2 separate regions of the Sus scrofa genome follow, and region 1 is linked to region 2. Evidence: chromatin contacts called from public Hi-C data. All regions are on one chromosome and are shown on one strand. Each heading gives the region's core, a stretch centred on a gene start, on an enhancer-like site or on the middle of the called end of the contact. The rest is flanking DNA. Distances are from core to core; before and after follow the strand shown.

Region 1 (3,645 bases), core at 1,101-3,600, 370 kb before region 2:
GACAAAACCCACTTTGTAGGATTGTGGTAAGTCCTAGGAAAATAACATATGCAAAGTACCTGGTACTTAGTAAATGTTAGCTGTTGTTATAATCATTATTTGTAGAAAATTTCACCTCAAATTGTTCCCAGGGAAGGAAAGACCTAGAGCAGCCCTCAGTGGGTAATAGCTGTGTTTATAGTTGTTGATAGTGCTTTGATAAGGATTCTAAGTCTGAGCCCACACTTAGGGAAAAGGGTCTGTGATTCATAAGCAAGCCTGCCTTGTGCACTATACAGGGAGGGTTAGCACCATGCTGTGGAGATTCCAAGGCAATGTCTTTCCAAAACTATCTTCCTATGGATTCTTTGGAAAGGTTAGTGACACTTATGAACCTATTTTAGGGAAAAAATGATCTTAAATATGATATAAAATGTATTTTAAAACAGAATCTTTAAAATGTTAAAAAGAAGGTCATCACAGCATATCCAACCCATCATGACAAACTCATCATACCATAATATATGTGCTTCTTTGTTAAGATCCTAAATAATGAGATCCAGTGACAGGTCTCAAACCTACCATCTACCATTGTTCAAAAATGTGCTGAGCATACATGATATTGTGAGTTATCTATGACACATACAATGTAATAGGAGCATTTGTGTGACATCCCTTGGTGACAATTCATAGGTATTGTTACTACAGTTATGAGGTTGTCTCCACATTCTTAATGAAAGGGAATGCTACATTTCAATCAGAAATCAGTAAAAATAAAGATGCAACTTTTGTCTAGGCAATTTGTGGCCCCCTTGCTCTAGAACCCCAAATGAAGAGTGACTGTGCTTAGAACCCCGAGTTAAAACCCCTGGTCAAAAACTTAGAAATTTCTTTCACTTAATCAGCTTAGTGCACTGATTTTTTCCATAAATCACCTCCCTGTTTGCCCTTCAGCACATACACATCTATTTTATGAAGTTTATAAAGACCTAAGAATCCAAGTCTTAGGAATGTTTTGGATATTTAAATTGTTCTTTCTACCTAGACACAGGTTGATATAATTATTATAGTGTTTATGTTTCTAGCAGATTGGAGTAACTTTGTATAAATGCTGGGATTTAAATGATTGTGAAGTTTGAATATTTTAAGAAATGGAATGCTTTGAGGACAGTTACAAAACAGGATGTGCCTTACATCTTGAGAAACCTCATATCCAATTACGCAGGATGAAAATATTAAAATAAACTTTGGATAAACATGCAGACTGTGGGATACTTAATTCAACCTAAACCTTAAAGCATTTTGACCTCAACTCATATTCTTAGATAAATGAAATAATTCATTCTTCTAGATATGAAACAATTCTTCATTTTATTGGACTAAAAGCCCAGAGAGCATGCAAGTATATATAGCTGGGTATACCAAAACCATCTGCCACAGGCTGATGTGTATCTGTAAAACGGTGAACACAATCTAGATTAGGAATTCCTTGCAAAGATGGGACACGAGTCTAAATTGCTTTACATATTTACAAATATTTTGCATGTTATCAGGTCCCCGTGAAAGTAACATATGCAAGGGGATGGTATTAAAACATTTTTTTTATTCATTGCCTACACATATTAGTACTAAGGATGCGAGTCTGCTAATTTGACCTTTCATAAGCAGACACACTCTGGCTCTTCTTTGATTGTTTATATTTGTAGTACTAAAAAGATTAATTGATTGTTCAATAAATTATCACTTTACAGATCAGACTAGTCTCTTAAACAAACCACCAATCACCTTGTTAAGATGTAGATATAAATGAACTGTTTTCAATAGGATGAACATTATCCCCTATGTAGGTGTGGCAATTAGATTATTGATTTTAGGTAAATGCCTAGTTAATTATGCAATAGGCTTCATTTCTTCTGTTAATTAAGCCACTGCTCTTTGAAGTCAATAAACCATAGCCTCAGGAGAAATGAGAAGTTTCCCATTAAAAGATCCCAAGTACTTCCCCCCAAAAGTGACAGAATAGAAACCTCTCTCTTTCCTTCAAAGTAGAGACTCAAATGAAGATCTTTTGAGAGTATATTGTATTTTCAGTTCATTCATGGTCCATTTCTAGAATCAAGGTAAAATGGAAATCTGAATCGAAATACATGAAGAGAAACCACTAACATCTTTTTAGTTACTTTTAGAACACTTACTGGAGTTCCTTTAGAGCTCTGCAAAAAGAAAATCAGCTATCTCTGTCTCACTTGGTATCACAGGATCAGCTTTAACAGGCCTTTCCTTTCGGAAATAACCGCCCAGGATCCAGCTCCTCTCAAATGCTGTCATTATCCTTGTCATTTAATTGTTAATCATTAACCTGACCTAGCAGGAAGAAAGGACTATTTCCAAATTATCCCGGGAACAGAGCCTCAGCACAACTCAGAGTATCCTCACCACCACTCCTCACCCTGCTTTCTTTCTTTTGACCAAAGGTTGATCCATAAATGTTGACTTTTGTCCTGCTCTACTTGGGAATTGTTACTTTTTAATCTGTTTTCATTTTGGGGGGAAATTTGGGGAAGTGTGGGAGTGGACCTCTTGCTGCTTTGCTTAGACACTTGGAATCTAAACTTGATCATGTTTTTCACCCTGATTTCATAACTTGGTGAGACTTCTCACAAGTTAATTGACCCCAAACTTTGCTGTGTCTACGCTGGCTTCAGTGTCAATATCACAAAGATGTCCTCTATTACAAATCTGATAATGTTTTGCACATAGTAGAGGTACGATACTAATTGAACAAGTGAATGGGAATGTGGAGATCAAATTGTATATTTGGAAAAAGCCCTGGTTAAATTCTATGCAGGAAAATCACTAGCTTCCAGACAATAATGAAATGATTTTTTTTTTCCTTAGACATTGACCTAACTATAGCCAACAGATATAATAAAGACAATTAAAATCATTAATATTTATTGAGTGCTTACTTATTATGCCTTCAGGACATCATTCTAAGATAAATACCACATATCATCTCAGTTCTCATAAGAGTACTTTTAAATACGTACTTTATGATCCTCATTTTACAGAGGGAGAAACTGAGGCATGGGACACAATGTCATCACTGAGTGAAGGAACCATGATTCAAACCTAGGAAATACAACTACAGGATCTGTATGTTTAACAGCTACCTAGGCACCAGTGATCACTCAGTAGACAAAAATCACTGACCAGAGTCAAAGGTTGAATAGTGTATCCAATGGGTATACTTGACCTGAAATCTCTTTGGTAAAAATAATGGCCAATATTTAATAAGAACTTACTGCATTGGCTCAGTTCCAAAATGACCAAGCTAACTATCATTTTATCAGTCACAGCTTAACCAGTCAGGGAGGCATTGATGTTATATGAGGTAGATTGGGTGCTGGATGTAGGGACCCTTATGAATTCAAGATTAGCATCCCTCTTTCTGCTCATGGTTTGAGCACCAAATATGTGAAATTTCTTTTCTCCTGACCAAATTGCTTGCTCATAGCATAGAAGAGGCTACAGAGCAAGAACACATCATACTTTAATTTGAATATTCCCCAACTGGTTTACAATAAGGTTGGACTTGGTCCTACTGACCACAGAATGACTCTTGCTCCTTCTTCAAAACTGGGATATTTCCTTTTATGGTAAAAG
Region 2 (3,701 bases), core at 332-2,831:
CAAAGAGTGGGTACAGAGAGGAATAGATACCCAGGTAGCAAGTCTTGTGCCTGCAGCCAAACATAACTTACCCCACACACAAACATATTGATTTAAATGTTTGGAGTATTTAAAAGCTGTCTCCACTTCATTCACATGTGCTGGGGAGAAGGTGGCCCTACACTGCATGAATGTGACACCCATCAACAAATAGGACCTTCTTTTTTCATTTTTGTACCATTTTGTACCATTTGTACCATTTTTTTTTTTTCAGAATTATAGAGATGCATATCTAACTAACTTTTATCAGCCCATAGAACTCCTTTCTGCCTCAATTAATGGAATATGGTTTAAAATGGCTCCTGACAGGGATATATAAAATTACTAAAAATATGATGGGGCAGGAACCATGTAGCAGGTCAGGTCAAGCCATGTAAAGGGCCAGCCCTCTGAGCGGACTGCTCCTTCTGCAGAGAGATTAGGGAAGCTCTTGGTTAAGGGGCAGCAGAGGGCACTCCAGGCCACATCAGGTTAAGTTGTGGTCACTTTATCTCTTGTTGTTGACGCAAAGTCCTGAGGCCATGGCCCAGGGCTTTCCTGTAGAAATGTGTTTACAAGCAGGTCAAGGACTTGTAGACAGATAACCATTAGCAAAACAACTTTTCTATTGACAACAGAGCAAAGAAAGGTGTGTTTGCAGATGAATTATCACTTGCTTCTTAAAGGGGAAAAAAAAAAAAATCAGATCACTAAATCCCAGCTTTCTTACCCCAGGACTGAATTTTCTGAGGAGAGAAAGACAACTGCTTTCTGCTTTTCTCACTGTTCCATTCACACCTTAGGAACTGCAGAGCAATCTGTAATGGCTCGTTTTCAGCTTTCAGTAATGCCCACCAATTATCCACTTGCATTTTATTGAGACAAAGAAATGATTTTATGCCAGAGTTAGGAAAAATATTGGATAAACACTGAAAGAGCAAGAAAGTATTTAAACCTTTTGGACAAGTCTTAGGAGTGCCTTGTTGCTGGGGAAAGAGAATTCTCAAACTGCTGAAATTTCCTGGTTTGAAACTGTGCCATGACCTTTGGGTTGAAGATATTTTGGGTGAAATTCTCAATTTAAAAGGATTCACACAGAGGAAAGGTATGATCCTAAGATGTAGAGGCAAGTGGGGGAAAAGCAGAAGGAAACCAATCAACAAACAAACTAAAAGACTTACAATCCAGTTATCAGAACGCATGTGAATGAAAAGCTTTGCTAATGAATATGTTTAAAGCTTTGAAAACTGTAGCCTATTTCAGCTTGGATTGTGATGTAACTGGTGCATAGAAGCTGGAGAGAAATCCGCTTCTCCTGACATGGCTACTCTTATGCTAAAGAAGGGAACTCACATTTTCACTAAAGGAGAAAAAAATCTGAACTTGGGAGTCTACACATGGGTAAATATGAGCTGTCTCATTAGAAAGATACTTCTCAATTAGTTTTCTTTTCATCCCTCTTGCTTTTGGCTCTCAGCTCTCTTATGCACACCCCCACACACAGAGCCCTGCACTAGCCAAGGGTCAGAAAGGTTCCTGCCGATTTCTCTCCATAGAAGTCCTGACAATGTGGCATGTGCAGTGTCGACAATGACATGCCACTCAAAATCCCTCCCTTCAGATTGTCCCTCCCTTTAAAGGAGACAGCCAATGTGAAAGAAACACTTTTTCCCCCCCGGGGACATCTGACTTGCTTTTATTAACCCAGATACAAAGTGCCACTCAGAGGCCTCGGACAGTCGAATTCTTTATTCCCTTAACTAGCAATTCATTTGACCCTCAAGAACAGTATTAAAGCTCCGTCTTTTTTTATGTATTTCTTATTTATTTTATGCTCCCAGTGCTCCATGAAGCATGCTTATAAAAACATTGTCATGTACCGTAAAGTCTTCATATTAAAAGGACATTTTAAATGGTTTCATCTTAACATGCTTCTGTCACTCAAATTGGAAAACTTTATGCTAGTTCCTTTCCAAGCTGTTAAAGATTAGCTTGATGTAGATAAGGCTATTCCCCAAACTCATTATCTGTCTTCCAAATGCACCTTAAGGACTCCTTAATAAAGTCAAGGTTATGTGAAGAGTATTTTACTGAAAATCGGTGAATGACTATTAACAAATCTGCATTACAGAGGAGTTATTTTGTCTCTGCCTCTCATCTTTACCATGAATGATCCTTCTTTTGTAGTAAGTTTTTAAACAATGAGGCTATTTCTTAGCTTTACATCACCAGCAAATCAGTAACAACTGATCAGAGGCAGCTAGAAAATATCTCCACCAGTTTATAACAGATGTAGGCCATATATTCTATTACATACGTTGCACAAATATCTGTGACCGCAACATCACCCCAAAATTAAAACTTCTCCCCACCCTTACCTCTTCCTTCCTAGTGTTAGCACATAAAATGCACACTCACACACCCCTTTCTTAAATAAAAACATGAATAGTTACCATCTGACCATTATGTTCATTATGTTTTTAGTGCTGGTAGAAGAAAAATTCTGGTCCATACGATTAATGTAACAGGTATCTGTCTGGCTCCTTCAGATCTAAAAGTACAATGGGGTTGCAAACTCAATAGTTTTCTTGTCATCCCTTCCCTCTAAGTAATGGGAACTCTGCCTAGTGTTGTTTCTAGTATTTCATCTTCACTAAATCTGTACCTTTCCTACCCACACACGGCCAAGAGCACATGCTGCTGACCTAAGAATCACCTCTTTATTTTAGAGTCAAGGTTTCTGTCTTCCCTACCTTCTCCTGCTTCCTTCACCAGACTCAAGATCCCAGCATTATGTGAAATACGGCTTTCGAACTTCTGAGAAGCCATCAGGAGGGTCTTCATCAGGTAAGATTCTTTTTCCTAGAGGAATTTTTACAAATTGGCTCTTACAACCGACAAAAACGGTAAGCAAATCTTTTAAGGCTTGCTGAATAATAGAGAAGTGTTTTTGTCAGTTGCTCCTTTCTGACAAACCTGAGCCATGCTCACATCTTTTCGTGGAAAAATTTTTACCAGGGATTTTCCAAGCACTGGCTTTTCAGGAGTGGTTTTCTCCCTTTCTGATGTAAGTCAGATTAAAATACAGTGTATGTGAAGCATCTATATTTATTGATAATGTTGGTTCAGACCAAAATCACCATCTGCAGACATGTAATCATAGTAATTGTGGTGCAGGAGGCCAATGAGATAATAGAACATTTAGAGGGCACTTCATCTTGACCCCCGGAAATTATATTGGACCCATCACCATGTTGCTAAAACTGCACTTTTACCTACTCGAATATGAGTAAATGGAGTTTGTGTTCCCTGGGCCACACCTCTTCCATAGAGAGACTCATCCATTGTTTAGTGCTCTCCTGGTTGCCTGTGCTCCATTCCCAAACTTCTCTAGAGGCCACAATCAGCAACTTTCCTAATGGGAGAAGACGAATCTGGCTGCATATGACAAGGAAAAAGGACAAACGAAAGATTTCTTAAAGTTTTCCCATTCCTTTCCCCGCAATACATTCTGGGATGTTTTGATTCTGTGGTTTTCCCAAAGGAGGCCAGCCCTGCCTTCTGTCTGCCTTCTCTCCTCTTTTCCATCCTGTGTGATTCATAGCTGATGAAGTGAGGGTGGGGAGGCAGAGCCAAGGAGGCCTACGGTGTGAGCAGCACCGCAGTGGTGTCCCTGGCTCTCG

Evidence for each region. Hi-C and Micro-C count contacts between places; a contact is called where the count stands out from the background.
Region 1: a contact with region 2 is called in a Hi-C map of liver, with 6 times the contacts expected there. The contact joins two enhancer-like sites. A contact is called at or near these places in 2 of 47 Hi-C or Micro-C datasets (embryonic fibroblasts and liver).

Annotation. Positions count from the first base shown.
Region 1 is chr7:84,001,461-84,005,105 of Sscrofa11.1, reverse strand. No RefSeq gene overlaps it. Among named protein-coding and RNA genes, the nearest start is that of NR2F2, 910 kb to the right of the region's middle. Within about 2 kb of position 2,350, at least 6 of the 83 cell types and tissues checked have an H3K27ac peak or open chromatin away from gene starts, as enhancers often do. A contact at or near this core is called in liver, where this site is marked.
Region 2 is chr7:83,634,296-83,637,996 of Sscrofa11.1, reverse strand. No RefSeq gene overlaps it. Among named protein-coding and RNA genes, the nearest start is that of NR2F2, 550 kb to the right of the region's middle. Within about 2 kb of position 1,581, at least 3 of the 83 cell types and tissues checked have an H3K27ac peak or open chromatin away from gene starts, as enhancers often do. A contact at or near this core is called in liver, where this site is marked.